Regions from separate parts of the Mus musculus genome. Here regions 2 and 3 are each linked to region 1. The links are chromatin contacts, called in public HiChIP or PLAC-seq and promoter capture Hi-C maps. All regions are on one chromosome and are shown on one strand. The core of a region is the stretch at or near the end of the contact, and the rest is flanking DNA. Distances in the headings are between cores, read along the strand shown. Region 1 holds the start of Gpr25 (G protein-coupled receptor 25). Region 2 holds the start of Mroh3 (maestro heat-like repeat family member 3). Region 3 overlaps Camsap2 (calmodulin regulated spectrin-associated protein family, member 2).

What was found. HiChIP or PLAC-seq counts read pairs in DNA pulled down with a chosen protein or histone mark. Capture Hi-C pulls out chosen DNA fragments and counts their contacts.
Region 2: a contact with region 1 is called in a promoter capture Hi-C map of adipose tissue. The contact joins the promoter of Mroh3 here to the promoter of Gpr25 in region 1. A contact is called at or near these places in 5 of 39 promoter capture datasets (the SN4741 cell line, embryonic stem cells and hematopoietic stem and progenitor cells), 1 of 15 datasets of contacts at CTCF or cohesin (the NIH/3T3 cell line), 3 of 484 Hi-C or Micro-C datasets (the G1E-ER4 cell line, female germline stem cells and trophoblast stem cells), 7 of 115 datasets of contacts at active chromatin or transcription factors (the SCID.adh cell line, embryonic stem cells, kidney and 1 more) and 4 of 9 other capture datasets (adipose tissue, embryonic stem cells, liver and 1 more).
Region 3: an H3K4me3 HiChIP or PLAC-seq map of the SCID.adh cell line shows a contact between it and region 1, with 18 read pairs. The contact joins the enhancer-like site here to the promoter of Gpr25 in region 1. A contact is called at or near these places in 1 of 39 promoter capture datasets (frontonasal cranial neural crest), 2 of 115 datasets of contacts at active chromatin or transcription factors (the SCID.adh cell line and embryonic stem cells) and 2 of 9 other capture datasets (adipose tissue and liver).

Annotation. Positions count from the first base shown.
Region 1 is chr1:136,259,616-136,262,708 of GRCm38.p6, reverse strand. It overlaps Gpr25 (G protein-coupled receptor 25), which reads left to right and starts at 1,783. Exons shown (of 1, transcript NM_001101516.2): 1 at 1,783-3,093. The coding sequence starts at 1,836. The coding sequence ends at 2,912.
Region 2 is chr1:136,211,342-136,214,207 of GRCm38.p6, reverse strand. Mroh3 (maestro heat-like repeat family member 3) reads left to right here and starts at 1,388. Exons shown (of 23, transcript NM_001329610.2): 1 at 1,388-1,603; 2 at 2,805-2,866. The coding sequence starts at 2,832. Inava (innate immunity activator) reads left to right here. Exons shown (of 10, transcript NM_028872.3): 10 at 1-686.
Region 3 is chr1:136,314,404-136,317,390 of GRCm38.p6, reverse strand. The region is part of intron 2 of Camsap2 (calmodulin regulated spectrin-associated protein family, member 2); the gene reads left to right. Among named protein-coding and RNA genes, the nearest start is that of Camsap2, 30 kb to the left of the region's middle. Within about 2 kb of position 1,445, at least 4 of the 459 cell types and tissues checked have an H3K27ac peak or open chromatin away from gene starts, as enhancers often do. A contact at or near this core is called in the SCID.adh cell line, where this site is marked.

The sequences.
Region 1 (3,093 bases), core at 534-3,033:
TATGAAAGGAAATGACCCAGGTGGGGTCCTGAGGCTCCCAGAATGGAGCCACGGGATCCATTGCTGACGATGCCTCTTTCACTCTCAGACGTGCCTAGGTTTGGATCATAAGTGATGTTAGCATCCTACTTCCAATCAATGTCAATCTGGGTGCACACACAGCTGCCCTTCTGTGCTCTGGCCCTATAAGGACAGAGACAGCTACCACACTGTTCCAAAGAAGAGACATCCCAGATCTCCCTCCAGTCTCTCCACATGGAGACCTGTACTGTATCTCCTGACACATCCTCTCTTTTCTGTCCCTAGTGTCAATAACTATGTCACTCAGTGGCAGGACTCTTGCCTAATGAGAGTGAAAGATCTTACCCCCCCTAAAATAAAACAACCACCATCTAACTCCTTCATGAATACAACAGCCCCCTGTGGAGTCCCTGTGGCTTGATGAGCCTTCCCCCTCTGTGACTCATACAGTCCTGCCAAATCAGACTGATGCCCAAAGCCTTCAGGATCAGGCCACAGCCTGCCAGTGTCTTCCTGCATGTCTCAGTATACTTGCTTTTTTATCCCTTCCTGGGCTGGCTCATCCTCTCTGCTTTGCCATTCCTTTTGACCTTTAACCCCTTCCTAGACCCGACCTGAACTGTCGCCCCTTCTGCGGACCTTTTCCCCGAAGCATGAACAGCTCCTCCTTCTAAGCGCTGAGTGGACGTGGTTTTAAACCTGTACCACAGTTTGACTGATGGCAGGCTGGCCGTTGCACACACAGCCTGTGTCTCTCCCCTCCTCGAGAAGGGATCTGAGGTCAAGAATGCATTTCTTGCAATGCAGAGGAAGCCAGTGCCTGCTGCACAGAGAGGTCCCCTGAGAGTGGAATGGGAAGGAACAAAGCTTAGACATCCTGCACCCCTTTAGCCACAAACCCTTTCCCATCAGTTCACAAGAACTCTCAGAGCTACTGTCTCATGATTTAGAATAGCAAATCTGTTGGATTGTTAGGGGCCATTTTGTGTCATCTTTTGTATAGAGGTTATAACCCTGTTTGACTTATCAGCTAGATTTTGAAGTATGGGGAGGAGGAGGAGGAGGGTTAACCCAGGGGCCTGGCCCCCTTCCAGCAGGGCCACCTGATTACACTTTCTGTCTCTAGCTTAGACCCTTTCCACACGGCTCCATGAGGCCTGGACCAGGACAGAAGTGTCACTCCAGGTGACACGTCTAGTCTTTTATCCTAGGAGGCTATTAATTAGTCCAAGAACTGTGGTGCCAATTCTTGATCGGGCACCAAGGGAATCTCCCTCAACCTTCAGACCCCTTCAAGTGCTACACAGCAGAGCAGATTAGAGAAGGAAGCCGAGGCGTTGCCCTCCCTCAGAAACCCTCATGCCTGGTCTGTCTCCCCACCCTCCACCCCCCCTCTAAAAACTAGAAAAGAAACGCCTGGTGAGAATCGAGAACAGGTTAGGGCTCTACGGCACCCACTGCCCCTTGCACCCTATCTCAGAGTCCCACTCCCTTCCCCCAGATACTAGGCCAAGCACCCAGAAATGATGAGCCACCAATTCTGAGTGGCCGCAGTTCTCTCAGCCCTAAGGACATCTCACAATACCCAGTTGTGCCCTTCCCTTTGGGTCAGCCCCAACTTGGAAGGTAACATCACCACCACAGAGGCCTGCCCCTCCCAGCCCCACACTCTTCTCACCCCAAAGCCTCGGCCTAGGGTGGCAGGAAGGGAGGGAGGGAGGTGCTGGGCACAGGCTGTGAAAAGCAAACCCCCTCCTGCTCAGAGAGGGCAGCCGCCCTGCGCCAGGATGCACGCCGGCCCGGTGACCCCGGCCATGCAGTCCACCGAACCCTGGAGTCCTAGCTGGGGCACGTTGTCCTGGGACTATTCGGGCTCGGGCTCCCTGGACCAAGTGGAGTTGTGCCCTGCTTGGAACCTGCCTTACGGCCACGCCATCATCCCAGCGCTCTACCTGGCGGCCTTCGCCGTGGGCCTGCCGGGCAACGCCTTCGTGGTGTGGCTACTGAGCCGGCAGCGCGGGCCGCGGCGGCTGGTGGACACCTTCGTGCTGCACTTGGCGGCCGCCGACCTGGGCTTCGTGCTCACGCTGCCGCTGTGGGCCGCGGCAGAGGCGCGCGGCGGCCTCTGGCCCTTCGGCGACGGCCTGTGCAAAGTCAGCAGCTTCGCGCTGGCGGTCACGCGCTGCGCGGGCGCGCTGCTGCTGGCGGGCATGAGCGTGGACCGCTACCTGGCGGTGGGCCGGCCGCTGAGCGCGCGCCCGCTGCGGAGCGCGCGCTGTGTGCGAGCCGTGTGCGGCGCCGCCTGGGCTGCGGCGTTCCTGGCGGGTTTGCCGGCCTTGCTCTACCGGGGACTGCAGCCGAGCCTGGACGGCGTGGGCAGCCAGTGCGCCGAAGAGCCCTGGGAAGCGCTCCAGGGTGTCGGGCTGCTGCTGCTGCTACTGACCTTCGCGCTGCCGCTGGCTGTCACCCTGATCTGCTACTGGCGCGTGTCGCGCCGCCTGCCGCGCGTCGGTAGGGCCCGGAGCAACTCCCTGCGCATCATCTTCACCGTGGAGAGCGTCTTCGTGGGCTGCTGGCTGCCCTTCGGCGTCCTGCGCTCCCTCTTCCACCTGGCGCGGCTCCAGGCGCTGCCGCTGCCCTGCTCCCTGCTGCTGGCTCTGCGCTGGGGTCTGACTGTCACCACCTGCCTGGCTTTCGTCAATAGCAGTGCGAACCCGGTCATCTACCTCCTGTTGGACCGCTCATTCCGCGCCCGGGCCCGGTTCGGGCTGTGCGCGCGCGCCGGGCGCCAGGTGCGCAGGATCAGCTCGGCCTCCTCGCTCTCCAGGGACGACAGTTCGGTGTTCCGGGGCCGGTCCCCGAAGGTGAACTCTGCCTCGGCCACTTGGTAGCCTCCCCGGGATGGCGCAGGTGGAACGGTGCTTCAAAGAGAGGAACCATGTGCTTGCAGATGCGCCAGGGGACTGCCCATCAGCTTTCTCGGAGCTGGCTGTTGGGGCTGGCTGTTCTCACAAACCGATGGGGAAGGATGGGCTATTATATTAGTTTTCTCCAGGGCAAGAAAAGCTGTAG
Region 2 (2,866 bases), core at 139-2,638, 48 kb after region 1:
GCAGAGCTGAGACCTTTCGGTTTTTTTACATGTGTTTCCCAGAAGTCCTGACCTGAGGATTTATATCTGTGATTTGTCTTATTCTTTAATAACATGATTATGCTTTATCCCCCAGAGTCTGGCCTTTTGGACTAATGTCGAGCTGGACTAATCGACAGCATTTGTCTCCTTATGTAGGACAAGTGGCATAGAGGGCCCCTTGAGACGTCCCATATGCTCTGGGCCCTCTTTCTGAGATACCTGTTGCTTCTTAAGGCTGGAGGCCGGATGTGGGACTCCCTCAACAGGGACTCTTCCCTTGTTTCCCAGATGCTGGGCAGAACTCTCCTCTCCCCTTCAGGGCACAGGCATTTCTGTCATGGTGTTCTTCCCATACCCTACAGTAGTCCCAACCTCCACTTGCCATATTGTATGGCTTCTGAGCCCCTTCCCCAGTGCATAGATGCCCCCCCCCCAACCCAGTGTATTCTCTGGATCCCTAAGTGCCTTAGATCCTGAGCCACAGAGCTGAGAGACTTCTGAGTGCTAGTGCCTCCCCACACCTGAGCATCCTTCACATTAATTAACTTATTGGTCTTACCTAACAGCTATCTCGTGTGGTTGCACCGTGGCGGTGCCCTCCGTTACAGGGCAACCTTGTGCCAAATACTTCAATAAAATCTGATTGGCCCAGCTGAGGATGAAGGATTCTGTGTGTGTGCTGAGTTGTTTTTTTTGTTTGTTTGTTTGTTTTGACCAAGCACAGAGTGGGCTCCTTGAGATGGCTGCCTGGTTTGGTCATGACTCTAGGGAGCAAGCAGAGTGACAGACAGAAACTCAAGCTGCTTCTCTGAGCACAGGGAATCCAGCAAAGCTCCTCAAGGTCTCCAGAGCCTGAACTTTTAGCTCAACTGTTAAAATCTGGAAAGCCCAGATTCCATTTTCAGCACCCTCATGGCAGCTCCATGGAGTAACCTTGGAAGGCACTTCAGCGCTTTGTGATCCCTTTTTCTCTGGCTTCAGATGGCCCAGGCTCAGTGGTTTGAGGCTTATTTGAAATTGTTCTTGTGGCTGGAAAAACAGGCGTTCCTTGGGTAAGGAGGGGCTCTCCATAAGACCCCTTCTGTGTTTTTGCAAAAGGTGGAGAGGGAGGGGTAGTAGGAGGAGAGGGGTGTTGGAGGGAGGCTGCAACTTTTTCTGCTGCCCTGTAGGGGGTGCTCAGGACTTGAGAGCAGAGCGCCTGCTATGGCTACAGTTTCTGGAGAGCTTGTGGCCTGAGTCTGAGGTAGCAGCTCTGTGTCAGGCAGAGAAAGGGGTCTCTGTTTTGCCTGTCCCTCTCCACAGTCAAGGAAGAGGTAGGTCACAAAGGGCCAGGCAGATGGCTATGCAGGGGTGACGCCAGTGCTGCACTTGGTGGCCAGCCCTAGAGACTGTAGGAATCTGGCTTTCAAGGACCTGGCTTTATTAGGCTGGGGGTTGTTCCATGCTAGGGGTTGGGTGGGAAGGGAAGAGAGTTCCAGGGCCTCTAGAGAAGCTGTGGGCATCCTTATCTCAGACCTGAACATCAATGTAGCTATTAACTGTGGCCAGTAAGGACTTGATTTTGGATGTAACTTATTTTGTGGTAAGTTTGAACTTTATTTTTCCTGTGTTGGGGATGGAACCCAGGGTTTCACACTTGTCAGGCAGGTATTTGGTTTTGTGTTTTAGCCATCTGTCATCTGTTAGGCCCAGAAAAATACATTTTAGGGTTTTTTTTTTTAAATGTATATGGGCGTACCATGTGTGTGCAGTGCCCACTTTGGCTAGATGAGGGCATCAGCTTCCCTGGAACTGGAGTTACCGTGAGCACTTTTAACCGTTGAGCCATCTCTCCAGTTCCCACCCCCAATTCCAGGTAAAGCTTGATCAGAGGGTTCTGTTGTAATAATCTTTCTAGGTGGCAAAGAGGTTGAAGTATCTATATATCTATATAGCTATAGATATATAGATATGGGAGGCTGTTAAGAAAAAATGGGGGATAGCTAAGTTCTTGTAAGCAGCCAGCCTTGAAATGTGCCAGTGTGAGGAACTGGTTGGGCATAACTCCTTTCAGTTTCAGTCCATAGGCTAGCTCTACACCTGAGCATCCATGTCTGGGAGTTGCAGGCACGTTAGAGTCCTTAGCCTCCCCTCCTGGATGGCAGAAGGGACATCCTAGAGAATGGGAAAGAACCCTCTGCTAAGAACAGCTTCAGAACCTGACCTTAAGACATCAGAACCACAGATAGAAACTTCCCTGGGAGCCAGCTTGAGTCTGAGATTGCCACAGGAGATCCTTGGCTGGTGCCTGCATGACCCATAAGGAGTCAGGGTTCTTCAAGGGGGGTTGTGCACTTTCCCCAGAAACAGGAGATAAAATGGGAAACTAGCAAACAGGACCTAGCATGGGCACTGTCCAGTCAGTTCTTGTGGTTCTGTTTTGTTTGTTTGTTTGTTTTTTCTCTTCTCTTCTCTTCTCTTCTCTTCTCTTCTTTTCTTCCCCCTCCCCTTTCCCCCCTCCCCTCCCCTCCCCTCCCCTCCCCTCCCCTCCCCTCTTCTTTTCTTTTCTTTTCTTCTTTTCTTTTCTTTTCTTTTCTTTTCTTTTCTTTTCTTTTCTCTTCTTATTCTGCCCTCATGCCATGGATAAATGCAGAGCCTCAGGACATGCTGAACAAGTGTTCTGCTATCTCCAACCCTGTCCTTGTAAATGGTCAGGCTGCCTCCTGCAGCCTTCCCCTATACTAAACCTGCATCACTAAGAAGACCAGACTCTCATCAGGCCTGACTGCTGGTCTCATTACAAGCTGTTGGATCCTGTCCTGGGTGGGCAAATGAATCTACACTCCGAGGAGAGAAATCTGAACAG
Region 3 (2,987 bases), core at 196-2,695, 55 kb before region 1:
ATTCATAGAACCGCTGGCTGGCAAGCAGGTGCCCAGAACTTGGCCTGCCTCTGTTCCCCTTGAGCTGGGATTACAGATCCCTGTGACTGTGCCCAGCTTTTTACTCTTAAAAATTGTTATTTTGTTATTTCATGTATGTGGGTGTTTCTCCTGCTTGTATATCTGCACCATATGCATACGTGTTTCCCATAGACCAGGAGAGTTCTGTATGCCCTCTTTTTTTAACTTAAAAAATTGTTTAAAAAGGTAAGATCCCTAGTAGATTTCATCTTATTCCTATAGAATGAAGCTAAAGTAAAGTTTCTCCGCAGTCGTCCCACCCCGCTGAGTAACCCCGAACTGCTTTTACGCAGAACCCCTTCTGTGAAGACAGGGCCTGCGGGTCCTGATTATCACCATGTTCTTAGAGCCTAGCCAAGGAGATGCAAAATCAGCAAACATTTGATATATTAGTGAGTTTTTAAGAATTAAATACATTTGGCAAGATCATATCACTTTTCCAACAAACAAACAAAAGGATGCAGTCTTGCTGTGCTCTGTTAGGCTTGGGCTCAGAGCTCAAAGGTTTCTGGTTTGCTGAGGTAAAGGATTAGAGCCCCTGTCTTTGTTAGGGTTTCTGTTCTTGTGAAGAGATGCTATGACCACAGCAACTCCTATAAAAGAAAACATTTAATTGGGGCTGGCTTACAAGTTTATAGTTTAGACAGTTACTGTCATGGCAGAAAGCATGGTAGTGTGAAGATGTGGTGCTGGACAAGGAGCTGAGAGTTCTACATCTGCATTGGCAGGCAGCACTGAGAGTAAGATGCTGGGCATGGCCTGGGCTTTTAAAACCTCAAAGCCTACCCCTAGTGACAAGCTTCCTCTAAGAAAGCCACACCCACTCCAACAAGGCCACATTTTTTAACCCTTTCAGTGCCACTCCCTGTGCACCTGTTGGGCCATTTTCATTCAGACCTCAACAGCTCCCTGTTGCTGTTTGTCTCTGTAGCTCTGAAGTCAGTGTCTAGTGATCCTTCAGGCCTCCTTTGCACACAGAGCTCTTGGGAGACAAGCCTCTCTACTTGCTAGGCTATTAGGAGACAGCCACAGTGATGTCACAGTGTCACTCCATCTTGTCTTCTGATAAAGCTGATGCCACACAGCCACCTGGAAAAGATTATGGGGCAAGCTTCCCCTCAGAGTTTCTGCAGGTTCACGCAGCTTTCTCGGGTGCTGATTTTGAGATAATAAAAAACAGTTTAGTGTACCTTTGGAACTTGTTTTAGATTTTGAAGTTTGAGGCACAGTTTTTGGCTTAGAAGCAAGTATTCTTGGAAAACTTACAAATTTGGAAAACTATAAAAAACAGACATTTAGAAATACAACATACATAACTGGTTGCAATGCAGTAGGCATGCCATCTTGTGCAGGGAGAGAACGTGGGTGCCATTTTCCGCTGAGGGCCCAGGTAGCAGCAGTTAGCTGAGCAGCGCTGGACGCTCCTGAGCTGCTGTGTGTACGCTGTCATAAACAGAAGCCTGTTCAGCTCATTTGAGTATATTCTTGAAAACACACTCTCTTCACTTAAGCTGCGACTTGTTAAATGCAATTTACTCTCAGGAGCTTTTAATGGAGCCCCTGGCTCATGGTCTTGATGGTTAGTTTTTCCTGTTAACATGTTAACATATCTGATTGGTTCATTGGAATTTCATTAATTCCTTAAAGTCTTAATTATTAAATGATTAAAACTAAGTCTAAAGAGTATTTTTAGATTTTATTTCTTACTTAGACTGTATTCCTCTATAATAAGCTTCTGTCAACATTGCAAACATAAAACCAAACTGACTGTAAACCTATAAAAATGTTCCTTGAGAAACTTTTAGATTACTTTGAGATATTTTTTATTTGAAATTTTATGATGAGAAATTAAATGTTTATTCACATTTGAAAAATTGTTCTGAATCAATACATAGTACCTGTACATATTTGTGGGATAAGCATGCCATTTCGATATATAAACACAATGTATAATTACAGGTTCATAGTAATTGCATACCTGTTGCTCCAGACATTCGTCATTCCTTTATGGTAGGAAAATTAACATCCCTTTCCTGACTCCCCTGCCCCCCCCACACACACACACACATACACACACTTCTTTTTTAGTATGTGTGTGTAATGTGTGTGTTCATATCTGTATATATGTGGGTGAGTACCAGAGGATGCGTTTACATGTGGAGGCCTGAGGTGGATAGGAATCGCCACTCTTCCACTGTCTTCAATAAGGCAGATCTCTCAGTTAAACCCAGAGATCTCTGGGCTGGCCTTATAGATTGCTTGCTCTGGGGATTTTTTCTGTTCCTACTTTCTAAGGCTAGAATTATAGACATGCATCCACAACCATCTGTCATTTTCATGGGTTCTTGTGATCCTAACTCGATTAAGAATTTAACAATCCCCTTCTACTAGCTGTCTAGAAATACTCATAGTCAATCAGTTAGTTCATTGTGCTATAGAACATGGAGTTTTTCCTTTTATCCACATGAGCCTCTGTCCCCAGTAGATCTCTTCTATTTTCCCTCCCGACATTCCTCCTAGGCTCTGATAGTCATTCTGTGTGCTACACTTTATTGTTTTATTTTTTGGAGTGACAGGTCTCTAGCCCAGGCTGATACTATCCTGTATCAGTTTGTCCAGAGAGTCTTGCAGTCTGTAATGCAAACCATTCACCTTTGTTATTCTCTGTCAAAATTGTTATTTCAGTTTCTTTACATTTCCCTATACACTCAAAACAGCTTTTCACACAGGCACACAGCTAGCCCCCACTTGTACACTAAAGAAAAACCAACAAAGAATAATACTGTCTGTAGGACTTTTGAATATGTCCTTTCTTTTTGCAGTTTGCTAAGAAGTTTGTGTATATGAATCATAAGTAAATGGTTTTTTTTTCAAGTGTTTTTCCTTTTGTTGAGATGATCACGTGGGTTTCTTTACTTATCTTGTTA